Linked DNA regions of Mus musculus: all the other regions are linked to region 1. The links are chromatin contacts, called in public HiChIP or PLAC-seq and promoter capture Hi-C maps. All regions are on one chromosome and are shown on one strand. Each heading gives the region's core, a stretch centred on a gene start, on an enhancer-like site or on the middle of the called end of the contact. The rest is flanking DNA. Distances are from core to core; before and after follow the strand shown. Region 1 holds the start of Adamts6 (a disintegrin-like and metallopeptidase (reprolysin type) with thrombospondin type 1 motif, 6). Region 2 holds the start of Shisal2b (shisa like 2B). Region 3 has its middle 3.3 kb from the start of Gm41048.

Region 1 (4,383 bases), core at 168-2,667:
AATGATTGGAAGATTTACTCTGAGGAATAACAAAAAATATTAATATAACTACACAGAAAAATTTGCTGCCAGTTGTGATAAATGAATGATTTGCTTTAATGTAGCACACTCCAAAAACATCACTACTATTCACATGTAAGCATCAGGTTAATATAAACAAGGCTGCACTGCTGCTTTGGGGAAAATAATCATCTTCAAAATTAATTTTCTAAGACGCCTTTAAGTTTTACATTGCCTTTCTTTCCCTGTCATGAATTTTAAGGGCTCCAAATTCACCACTAAATAGTTCAGTCTAATCAAAATAATCTTAAGAAAAGAAATGAAAAAGAAAGAAAAAATAGTACAAAAATTCTGAACACAAGAGAGTAAATTGAAAATTATATTCAGTGTATTTTTTTAAAGTTCCAAGCAATGGTTTGGTTTCCCTTTTCTCCCCTCTTCTCTGCACACCCTCCCACACACAACCCCCCTTCCCATTCCACCTCATCCAGACAGAGGGTAACAGTCTGAGCTGCCCTGGTTGAGTTGATCCTAAAGTTAACATTCAGCAGCCCATTTCCAGACAGCAGCGCTAAATCTATTTGGATAAAACGCGTGTGACCCAGACAGTTGGCATTTGGCCCAAACGCGTTGCACCAGCAGCTCAAATAAAAACAAGAGTAAGAAACTTACTCTCTTGTTCCCTCTCAGTGTGCTTTCTTACTCTGGCTTGCTCTCTTTGCCCCTAATACAAGTGGACAGCTTATCAAAAACATGAATTATAGCATATATTATCAGAAAGATTTTCCAATACTCCCTTCAGCACTCTTGTTCTCTCTCCCCAGTCACTGAACTTCAGTCTTATATACCATATATACAGACATACTCTGATAAACAAGGCTCCAGAGAGTTATGAGTCTAGCATGGCCCAAGTGGGCAAAAGTAAATCAAAACCACACGCTTTCATCTCTTTGATTAGCCTATTAAGAGCTTAACATATCCTAGAGCATCGGTGCTCAGCCAGCACACTACTGCTACCCTGAGAGCACAGGCATGAAATATGCACTTGTCTGAATACTAAAGACACTGACATGAAACGGATTCTCAGAAGGCAATTTCATAAGTCTGGAAATCGATTAAAAACACACATCATCATTACCTTCTCCACGCTATCTGGTGATTAGTTAAAAGTCCACGATGATCATAATCAAGTCCACTTCGCACAACATGCAAATTCATACAATAAGCGCGTATTTTCACATTATAAAATACCTGTAAGCCCCGGAATTTTACATCCACGAGTAGACTAGAGTTTAAAAGATTTCTATCTGTAATGTGAGTTTAGTGAAACTCACTTCTTGCCATAAAGCACGCACGCGCGCGCAGACACAACACAGAGAGTGAGAGAGAGAGAGAGAGAGAGAGAGAGAGAGAGAGAGAGAAGAGGGGGAGGGAGAGAGAGAGAGGGAGAGAAGGGGAGAGAGGGAGAGGGAGAGGGAGAGAGAGACAGAGAGAGAATATCTAAGCGTTTTTCGGAAGATAAGCAAAGCACAAGTTGTTGGGTTTTTTTTTTTAAGGTTTCATTGAATATTGTGAAGTCTTCCTTACCGTTTTCATCTTCAAATTCTGATAAAAAGTAAATTTCAAACAATAGAGATTGCACTGGACGACTCACGTATTCTTTTCTGTCTTTTCTTTTTGCCTGCCCGCCCCCCCTTGCAAAGCCACACCAGCCAGTTATTCTGCAGCCAGAATAAAACCCTATAGTCTCGCTAACTGGAGTTTTAAAGAACAGACTTTCCGATTTGGCAGTTAAAAAAAAAAAAAAAGAAAAGAAAAGAAAAAAAGAAAAGAAAAGAAAAAAATCCGTTCAATACATCCAAGGCTATCAACCTGAGAAGTGCTTTGCAACCCCCAACTCCCTCCCTCCCCCCACCCACCCCCCCTCAAAAAAAAAAAAAAAGGAAAAAAGAAAGAGGAGGGGAAAGGCTTATTAGGGGTGGAAGTGGTGCCCTCTCTTCCTGGACAGCTTAGTGCCTTTGCTATGCAAATAACATGTGCAGAGCATCAAAAGGTATCAGGAGAGAGAAGACAAGAGGAGCAGGAAGGGCAGGAAAAGTTTTGTTGAAGTAGCCCTCGAGCTCACTGCCGGCCCCAAGCCAACTTCAATTGCAGCAGAAGAAAATTTTGGCAGCTTTCCTCAGAGGCAGAACAAACTGACGTCAGTCTGCAGATGTGCCTCGGCTGCGTCGGGTGCGCATGTGTCCTGGGTCGTCACGTGGAGGGGGAGGGGAAGTAGAGGTACAATCGGGGTATCCAACCACCAGCCATTCAGAAGGGCTTAGACAATGTCAACTTTTCCACCCTGTGAATGAGAGAAACTCCGGCCCTCTAACCTCTCTCCCCTAACCCACCCCGCCTATTTCCTCCTCCTCTAACCTCTTGCGGAGTCTTGTCTGGTTTGTTATTTACAGTTTCTTGGAAAAAGGAAAGGCACGGGGTAGGGGGTGGGGGATGGGGTGGGTAGACTAATGTCACTGTTAGAATTTTTGGTGTCATTCTCTGACTTTTGTTTGTTTGTTTTATTTTAATTTCTGCAGTAAATATTTAAAAGTTATTCATAAATTTTGTCATGTAAGGAGTCAGATCAGTAGAGCAAAATTTCAAGACTTAAAGACATGAACAAAACGCCTGTGTGTTGAATATATACTTCAACAAGTGAAAATACCACCAAAAGAATAAAAAGGAAACGAAATTGAGACCTGCACATTTTCCATGTGATTATCGACTTCAGGTTATGTGGACCTATAAAAGGAAAAGGGGGTGGGGAGTATTGCATTATTTCCAGATGAGAGACTAGATGGTGTTTTAAACTGCACCAGGGAAAGCCACAAGTGAGGGGGCGGGGGGGGGGGGTGTTTTAGTTGTTTTTGTTTGTTTGTTTGTTTGTTTGTTTTTGCTTGTTTGTAGTAGATTGAAAGAAACTTCAATGATTGCTCAAAAGAAAATAAAGCCTAAGTCAGCCCCCTAAAAAGGTTGGGGGTGGGGGCCGCAGCGACAACACGGGAGCCCTGCTGAGATCTCAAGATAAACAAACAAAACATTTAGAACCGGTTCTTCTTGCTTTCCAATCCCACCTCCCCCTCCACATCAGCTGCCAGTTCAGCCTTTAAAGATAAAATACCACCCCGACATAGCACTTTCACTTTCATTTACCAGGAAAAAGCCCCTGGCATTAAACCATAGAGAAAAAATATGCCCACTGCACTTTCCAAGTCCTAAGCAAGCAAACAATGTCTGGCGAAAGTATCGGAAACAGGAAGAAAATCGAAAATAGCTCAGGACAAATATTGCCTTTCAGCTGTGTAATCTGCCGCATCATTTATCTGTCTGTATTGTGGAGTGCGGGGTTGGGAATTGTTTAAGGGTTGCCAAGGTTGGGGGAGGGGAAATTGAGCCTTGAAATTCCAGTCTTTAATTAACACCCAGTCAATTTCCTATGGTCAGAACCAGAAAATGAAATTGGACCTGAGGGATGTAAATAAGGAGGAGGCACGTTCTAAATACCAGTTCTTAAATTTCTAACTTCTGTTAACGTTGTTGTCCATTTGATATTTTTTCCCTTCCGTTCTGGAAAACCTTGAATGGCTTAAAAAGGCATAGGTGGGAACCTGGAAGGATACAATTACTTCAATGATTCTTAAAGGGTTGGAAGGCCATAACATTGGTCCAGGGGCTAGTAGCTCTCATCTTGACCTTGATCTTCACTATCTGGCTCAGTGCATAGCAAAAGTGGAAATGTGTTCTGTGGTTGGTACTGACAGTTTTAAATAAAGATTCATTGAGGTGTGTGTGTGTGTAATAGAGATTGCTAGACCTCATAACACACTAGTAAACACCAAAAAAATAAATGTGGCACAGAGCTACCTAGCTGTCTTTGCATAAAATCATCCATTAAGTAGATGAGACTCAACTTTCTTTAATGTTACAAACACTGGCTGAAGAAGGATATAGCCAGCACAGAAAAGCTAAGTAAAGGGGTCGCCACCAAGCACCTAGATGACCTAGGAGAAAAGCTTTTTTCTCTGTTAATTGGCCCTAGGAAGTAGCTGCATCCTAAAGCACGGTTTTTTCAGGGAGAAGTAGACTTTGGCTAATTACTTATTCAAAGAGTGCCATCCTGTGTCTAAACAGAGTAATGAAACTTTTCTAATTTTCCTTGCCTCTACCAAATGCTGAAAGTAACAGTAGTTATACAAAAAAAAGTCAAGTCCTCGGTGCTATGTTCTATCCAAAAGCATTTTATGATGTAAATGTTTCCCTTTTTATTATTTATATTTTTAAGTAATAAATGATACATATTTATAGTATGTAAACCGACAGCCATATATACATGGTGGAATG
Region 2 (3,767 bases), core at 1,163-3,662, 580 kb before region 1:
GAAAACGTCCTGTGTGAGGCAGAAACGTTTTTATTGCAGCAACAGTGACCAGCTACTCATCAATGGAGCATTCTGGGAGTCCTTACTAATTGACTATGTTGTGTGAACATTATAGAGTGTATTTACACAAACTAAGGTTGTTATAATGTCATTAGGCAATAAAACTGCATGGGTGTCCCCCTGCCTCCTGTATATGTGGTTCATCATTGATTGCCATGTTGTTGTGTGGTGCCTGTCTGTAGTAGAAACCAATGTGAGGGTGTGGATGCGACTCAATGGGTAAAGTGTTTGCCTAGCATTCAGGAAGCTCTACATTCGATTCCCAGCATTAGATATCTATGCAAATAATACTAGATATGTATACAAATGGCATAGCAGTGCATGCCTGCCATCCCAACACTGGAGGGGGGGAGGTGAAGACAGGAGTTATCAGAAGGCCGAGGTTACCTTTGACAACATAGTAAGTTCAAGGCCCACTGAATCCAGTCTCGAAAATAAAATTATTTAAAGGCACATTTACTGGAAAGGGACATTTGCTCTTGAGTTCAGGGATCTCAAAAGAATGAAGGTGCAAGAAAGAGCTCAAACAAAAATCCACAAAGCCCTCAACATTTAGTCAAACCCTTGTTTGTTACTCCTCTCTGCCTCATTTTTCTCTTTTTTTGCCCACTACTTTCTTTTGCCTTCCTGTGCATGTGATAGAATTGTATTCCTATGAGAGAGACCAAGCCCAGACCTAACTAAATTGGGTCCAATCTCTGGCTGAGTCTGTGGAATGCTAGAAACCAGATTGAATTCCCAGCTCTAGACAAAAAAAAAGAAACAAAACCCACGACACAATGGGTCCTGGCCGTAGATATGGCGCACTGCAGGATGTGGCGTCTAAGTGGAAACAGGTGAAGGAAGCCTTGTGAGGCTCCTCCTACCCACCCTCCTCCGCCCTGTGACAAATGTAGCTGCTGAGCAGCATGGGTGAGATTCAGGTGGAGTCTGGTTGGTTCTGAGTTGAGAATGTGACGCTGAGAATCCAGGAAGCCATGGGGGGTATCAGAACATGGTTCCAGAGAGGAGAGAATTGGGTGAGAGGACAAATGACCTATAGTCTAGCTTCGAAGGTACAAGAATGTTCAGCTTAGTACTGATCTGTATACATAGGGGAGGAAGCTGTCTGAGGCTGGGGAAAGAAACATTGAAAAGAGTAGAGAGAATGGTCTTTAAAGTTCCTGCTTCTACGCTTTTTGGCTAAGATCAAGTAAAAAGTTCCGACAGATCTGGAGGTGGTGGGGTCTGCTGCCACTGGTAAACTGCGATTCTGAATGCATGGAGTAGAATATTCAGAAAGCATTGGTTTCTGTAGGGAAAAATGTAGTCCCCAGGCCCATGCTGGCCCCGCCTAACAAGGTTTAAAAACAAATTGGAAAGAATCAAACTGCTTCCAAGTAGCTGTGTCCCAGAGCATGGCTGGGAAATATTTATAAGACTAGAAAAATATCCAGCACACAAGTTCATGATGTCTGCCTTCCAATCAAGCCCCTGGCCAAAGGAAGGAAGCAGAATTTGAAAATGAACAGGTGGGTATGGGGGACTTTTGGTATAGCATTGGAAATGTAAATGAGCTAAATACCTAATAAAAAATGGAAAGAAAAAAAAAAAGAAAAGAAAATGAACAGTGCTCTGCCCTGGAAATTCTGCAGGCACTAGCTTCCAGTGAAAGCTATTGTTATTTTTGTTCTTATCCTCCCCCCCCCCCCCGCAGTATTGTTTGACTTGCTACAACAAGGACACATCGCTAATGTTATTTCAAAAGACTGGACAAATCGCTTAGGAAAATGAGAATCAACGGAAAAAGTGGTTTCTGCACTTCAGAAGTGACCGAAAGTCTTCCCCTTTCTGCTTCACTTTCTGGAAGCTTCTCACTTTCTTTTCCACCATCTCTTGCCTTTCCTCCCTTTTCCATGTAGTTTAGGTGAACATGGGGGTGCCACTGTATGTTTTTTTAAAACACCCACAGTTAATTTTTCTAAGAGAATGTTGTTACCTGACTTTGAACACCCTGTACTCTCACTAAAGCTAATCAGAGGCCCTTTTACTAGCCTGCTCCCCAACCTGGATTAGTAGTCCACCCAGGTAAAGCCTTTGCAAGCCAGACCCCATTTGCCATGTCACTGGGCAAACAAAGTGCCATGACACTTTGGCTGTACCTGTGTAAACTGCACCCAAGCCCACCTCTGCTGTTCCCTCTACAGAGATCCTTCTGATGTGAAGACTGCTACAGGTTGTGATGAAGAGAATGAAACTGGAAGGGAGTCCGTAGAGAGCAAAGAAAACAGTCGGAGTTCCGGAGAGGGAGAAGAGGCAGAGGGCTGGGCCATCAGAGAAAGGGACCACTCAGAGACCAGACCCAGCGGTGAGAGCAGAGAGCTCCGGCACCTCGTGGACAGCGGGAGGTAGAGCGGAGAGGGCTCAGAGGCTGAGTGCCAGGCACTTGGACCCCAAATCGCAGGAGGCGCCCAGGGTTGCCTGGGCTTGGGACGAGCGCAGTCCGAGCACACATCGCACGCACCTCGGGATCCTGAGCACGGCCGCCGGCGATGAGCCAGAGCAGCCGCCTGTGCTCGGGCTACTACAGCCTCAACCGCAGCTTCGTGGAGCCTTTCCAGTGCCCGCAGCGCGGCGATGGGGCCGCGCTGCTCTATTGCTGCGGCTTCGCAGACCTCAAGTACTGCTGCAGCGAGCCGGGCAGCTACTTCCCCTACAAGCACAGCTACATGTGGAGCCTCAGGTGGGCAGGGCAAGGCAGGGCAGGGCAGGGCAGGGCAGGGCAGGGCAGGGCAGGGCAGGGCTGGGCAGGGCTGGGCAGGGCAACCTCCTTCTAGACCCGGGAAAGTGACCAGTGAAAGACACAAAGCTGGAATCAGGGAAGTCTAGCTCCGGCTGGGTTCAGGTCCTCGTGCCAAGGCGCCAGATTTCTGAATGGTTTCTGCAGAGAACCCTGGAGACAAATGAGAACCCTGTATATATCCCAGGCTACCCCAGGGACCACTGCTTGTGAGATGAGCTGGAAACTCTACTAACAAGACTGGAGGTTTTAATTCCTCTTCAGGTATTTGTTGATATGGTACATTTGAATGGAAAGGACGCTTCTTTGGAACCCAGGTTGAGGTATTGGACCAATGGAGTACTTAGAGTCACTGGGCAGCTGGGGTCTCTCTCTCTCTCTCTCTCTCTCTCTCTCTCTCTCTCCCTCTCTCTCTCTCTGTGTGTGTGTGTGTGTGTGTTTGTGTGTTGGCTTGAGTAGGTGCTACATACAACTAGGCTTTACAACTTGCTCTTCTCAGCGGTTCGGACACTGACACTGCACAACCAGACTGAAGGGTCGAGCACGGAAGGAAGAGCTTGAGTTACTCTGCTTACACACAGTGTGTCCTTTCTAGACACCCTTCCCTCGCACCTGAACCATTTGACCATGGCTTGACGTCTGGTCACTTTTCAAAGACAAGCCTTTCTTGATTCTTTTTCCTACATTGTACCCCCACCCCCACCCCCCGCTTATTTCTGTTCAGACTTTATGCTTGTTTTCACATTGAAATGCTCCCTCTAGAAGACTGCAAACTTAGAAACTTTAAATTTGATTCTTTTCTTTTGTGTACAGAATGAATGGAATCTTAATATTATAGGAAAGAACTTAAACTCCTAACATAAATTGTGTGTGTGAGCGTGTGTGAGGGTGTGTGTGTGTGTGTGTGTGTGAGAGAGAGAGAGAGAGA
Region 3 (3,778 bases), core at 926-3,425, 620 kb before region 1:
CCTCTCTCCCTGTCTCCTATCTGTAATTTTATATTCATAGGATATACTTTCTCTTACATACTCCTAAGAAATTATTGTAGAAATACATTTAAGTGAAACAGCTCCTTATCAACCTTTAAAATAATATTGTACATCACCTCAGGGTAGTAATTTTCTTACCAGTATATATTTAAGGGAAATATGGTGATCAAAATATGTTTTCCTTTAACTGTTACTATTCCAGTATTTTAGGAAAAATATAGTAAATTTGTGGAATGAGTGGGCTTTTTGTCAAGTGATATTTTCCATGTATATTGATTTGCAGCTTGAGAAATAAATGTCTGCTTTCCAGGATGAAATAATTAAAATATTTACCTTTTGAAAGATAAAAAAAATACTCTTGTTGGACATTTACAATTCAGGTTAAATGAAGAAAACAGCATATTTTCCTATTTCAAGTTCCTTCAGCTGTACCAGGAAACCTGGCTTCTCTGCCCTGCATACTGAGTATCAGAATGTCTTTAGTGACTTTCACCCATGAGGACTGCAATTCAATAATAGGCTCCCGATGTGGGGTTCTCGAACAACCCTAGCTATCCTGTACTTCCTTCACCTTCCTAGGGGACAGACTTAATATGGGCACACTGACAAGCAGGTGAGATCAGAAGAGAAGGAAGGGCGGGCTGGGCAGTTAGAGGCCACAGTGGTAGAGGTGGGTGGGTGAGGTATGGTCATTATTGGAAAATAATTGAGGGCATCAAATAGATAAGTAACAGTAGAATAGGATGGTAAGTAAGATAAGTAACAATAGCTTTCCCCAAGACTATGTTCATTTAATATTTGTTGTCATTCAACCAACATTTATTGAGTATAAGCTATGTACCTACGCCAGCTACGCAGTTTTAAAGACACAGCCTTGTCCTGTCTTCCAGACCTACCTAATGTAGAAGACACAGGGAAGATATTGATATAATGACGACAGCAGATGGGAGGAGGAGATGGAGGTGATAGGGTTTCATGCATTCATTAATCCTGCATGTTTCTCCTTTTCTCCTAAACCACTGGGCACAGGCTCTTACTTCTGCCTCTCCTATAAAACTGATTTCAGAACCATCCAATGCTCCGCTGCTGCTGCTGCTGCTGCTGCTGCTGCTTCTTCTTCTTCTTCTTCTTCTTCTTCTTCTTCTTCTTCTTCTTCGTCCTCCTCCTCCTCCTCCTCCTCCTCCTCCTCCTCCTCCTCCTCCTTGGCTTCTTCTCCTTCTTTTCTTCTAATCTGGGGAAGGGGCTCAGTCTGTGTTTTTTCACAAAAAGAAGATGGAGCTCAATGGCTGCCTGAGAGATTAGTTCGTCAACTAGACACAGATCCTGAATCTTCTAGCAAGTATGACTCTAACCTTGATTATGGCTAAAAATCCTCTTTAGCCAAAAAATTAAATTAAAGCACAGCCTCCACTCCCAGGGAAGCTGTAAGCCTTTCTGCAATTCTCAAAGTCACCTCCTCCACACCCGGAGCTCTAGGTCTAGCCTGATCGTTGCTAATTTGCAAATGAATGGAGTATCTGGACTTCCCCAAAAGAAGCTTTTGTAGTGTGCCTTTCACTGTCTAGACTTTGTTTTCAAGCAGGTCAGTCAACGCCCTTCAGCCTGACTGCAGCAGGTGTGCATCCCCGCCCCCAACAGCTTGCAGGTGGCAGTTATTAATTTTCATCAAGAATTCTAAGTACATATTGTCTTGTCCCTTTGGTCTGATTTGGGAATAAGGTGCGCTATGAGGGCCAGTTAGCCAATGACAGGCAACCAGATCCCAGATCATACCAATCTAAGACAGGGGTACATGCCAAAAGGCAGTGGCCGTTGATATTACACCATAGAGCCATGTTTGTGTGAATTATAACACAAACTCACTGCATGTAACTTCTGATAACGGAATTGGATGGTTCGAGAGGATCTGAGATCCTAAGGCAGGCACGGCCGCCAGCCACCATAATTCCCAGGCAGGACTATGGAGCATAAATAAATTTTATACCTCAGTCCAGCTTTTTATTAATATTAATAACAGGGAGGAGATGTAGCCTCCCAAAAACCTGAAACAGGCTAAGCCAGAACCTGACCTTGCTGCCACTAAGGAGATTATCTAGGGTGGAGCCTTCCTCCCTAGATCACTCTAATGTTCTGCCACCTTGGCTGTTCCTCTTCAAGATACTGCTACCTGCTGAGAGGCCCTGGAGCTATTCTGGAGATTACGCCCTATTCTGCACATCATCACCTGCAGCTGGTTCCAGGCTCCAAGGATGAATTGGCAGGAATAACCTTAAATATCTGCTTCTCTTGCCATCACCTCCCACAGACTGGGATTACAGGGTACACTTCCACACCTAGGTCTATGTAATGATGAGGATATAGCCCAGTGCTTCTTGAATAGTAGAGATATACTCTACCAACTGAGCTACCCCCACCAGCCCTGGGATCCCCATATTCTTTGTGCACTGATATGTCCTGAGCACCTACAACCCTGCTTGGGACATGGTAGGAGCATAATAACATATGTTTACAGCCCTGCTTGGGACATGGTAGGAACATAATAACATATGTTTCATTAAAACTGAGTTTGTTCAACACCACTTGGAAGACAGATTTTTTTTTTTTTTGCATCTGCTATGCGCCATTCTGCAATACAGTACCTAAATATTAAGAGATAAATAAAGGAGACTTGCCCTCACATTCATGAAGCACAAAGAACACTGGAGAGCAGACTCCACCAGAGGAATTGTGATGACCGTTCTCATGGTAGTCAGAGTGTTGTTGGAAAATACACTTGGGAGTTAGAAAAGGCCTCCCTAAGGAAATGGCTTAAGTTAAAACCAGAATGAAATATAAACGGAAGTGGGAAGGACACGCAGAGCATCCTGGACTGAGAGAGCAGACAGGGGTGGCATCAACCAAGTATTGTGCAGGAGCAGTGACTCATTTGTGGCTGGGAAAGGAAAGAGGAAAACCAGATGAGATCACACTTAAATTGAATTAACTGGGTCAGGTAGCAGGGACTGACAGGTTGCAAGGGTGAGAAAGAGCAAATAGACCACTGTCAGCTGAAATCCAGGAGAAGGGAAATGTGGAGCTAGGTTGACTGAGTTTGCCTGGACCACAGGGCTGAGCTCCTAAGGGAGTGCTACGAGAAGAAAGGCAGTTGGAGCAGACATAATGAGAAAGTCTGGGAAGGATTTGTGTGGGATTTCACCATCTTATTTAGTTGTGGCATGTTGACTCCAAGAACTGACACCATGGTAGTCGAGAATATGCTGAGTTTGATCCCACAACCTAGAAGGTCCCGGACACTGTTTTTATAAAGGAATGAAAGACAAAATCTTCGTCGTTAAAATTCAGAGGAGTCAAATGAACCCAAGAATTTACAGTTCACTTCTTCACAGTGAGAAATAGAGCTCTGCCTGACAGCCATGGTTGGTGGCCCTCAGTCTCGTTGCCTTCACACACTCTTTCTCTGGATCTGTGAATGCACCAGAAGGTTCCAGAAGGGAGGTTTCCTGTAACCTTGACAAAGCATTGCTTTTAAGTGGTGTTGCCTGACTGGTTTGTTCTCATAAAGGATTACCATGGCTTTTTTCAGGGAACCAAGTTGCTCTCGTTTTCAAGTTCTTTCTAGTGAACGAACCCAAGGGAATTAAGCTGGGAAATGAAAAGGCCAGGATGAAGATGGGAAATGGAAAGGCCAGTTAGGATCTGTGTAACCAGGATGAAGACAGTGGGGCAGGATGAGACAGAGGACTATCCAGGGAATGGA

The links. Promoter capture Hi-C pulls out the DNA fragments that hold promoters and counts their contacts. HiChIP or PLAC-seq counts read pairs in DNA pulled down with a chosen protein or histone mark.
Region 2: a contact with region 1 is called in a promoter capture Hi-C map of trophoblast stem cells, with 4 times the contacts expected there. The contact joins the promoter of Shisal2b here to the promoter of Adamts6 in region 1. A contact is called at or near these places in 12 of 39 promoter capture datasets (the 3T3-L1 cell line, the C10 cell line, the HPC-7 cell line and 6 more), 7 of 115 datasets of contacts at active chromatin or transcription factors (astrocytes, double positive thymocytes, embryonic hindbrain and 3 more) and 2 of 9 other capture datasets (adipose tissue and pancreatic islet).
Region 3: a contact with region 1 is called in an H3K27ac HiChIP or PLAC-seq map of embryonic stem cells, with 6 times the contacts expected there. The contact joins the enhancer-like site here to the promoter of Adamts6 in region 1. A contact is called at or near these places in 5 of 39 promoter capture datasets (the 3T3-L1 cell line, the C10 cell line, embryonic stem cells and 2 more), 1 of 15 datasets of contacts at CTCF or cohesin (pro-B cells), 7 of 484 Hi-C or Micro-C datasets (the G1E-ER4 cell line, cerebral cortex, embryonic fibroblasts and 4 more), 10 of 115 datasets of contacts at active chromatin or transcription factors (the 230-238 cell line, acute myeloid leukemia, bone marrow-derived macrophages and 4 more) and 1 of 9 other capture datasets (embryonic stem cells).

What each region holds. Positions count from the first base shown.
Region 1 is chr13:104,284,869-104,289,251 of GRCm38.p6, reverse strand. It overlaps Adamts6 (a disintegrin-like and metallopeptidase (reprolysin type) with thrombospondin type 1 motif, 6), which reads right to left and starts at 1,417. Exons shown (of 25, transcript NM_001081020.2): 1 at 1,252-1,417.
Region 2 is chr13:104,862,538-104,866,304 of GRCm38.p6, reverse strand. Shisal2b (shisa like 2B) reads left to right here and starts at 2,412. Exons shown (of 3, transcript NM_029984.1): 1 at 2,412-2,782. The coding sequence starts at 2,592.
Region 3 is chr13:104,909,603-104,913,380 of GRCm38.p6, reverse strand. No RefSeq gene overlaps it. Among named protein-coding and RNA genes, the nearest start is that of Gm41048, 3.3 kb to the left of the region's middle. Within about 2 kb of position 2,175, at least 9 of the 459 cell types and tissues checked have an H3K27ac peak or open chromatin away from gene starts, as enhancers often do. A contact at or near this core is called in embryonic stem cells, where this site is marked.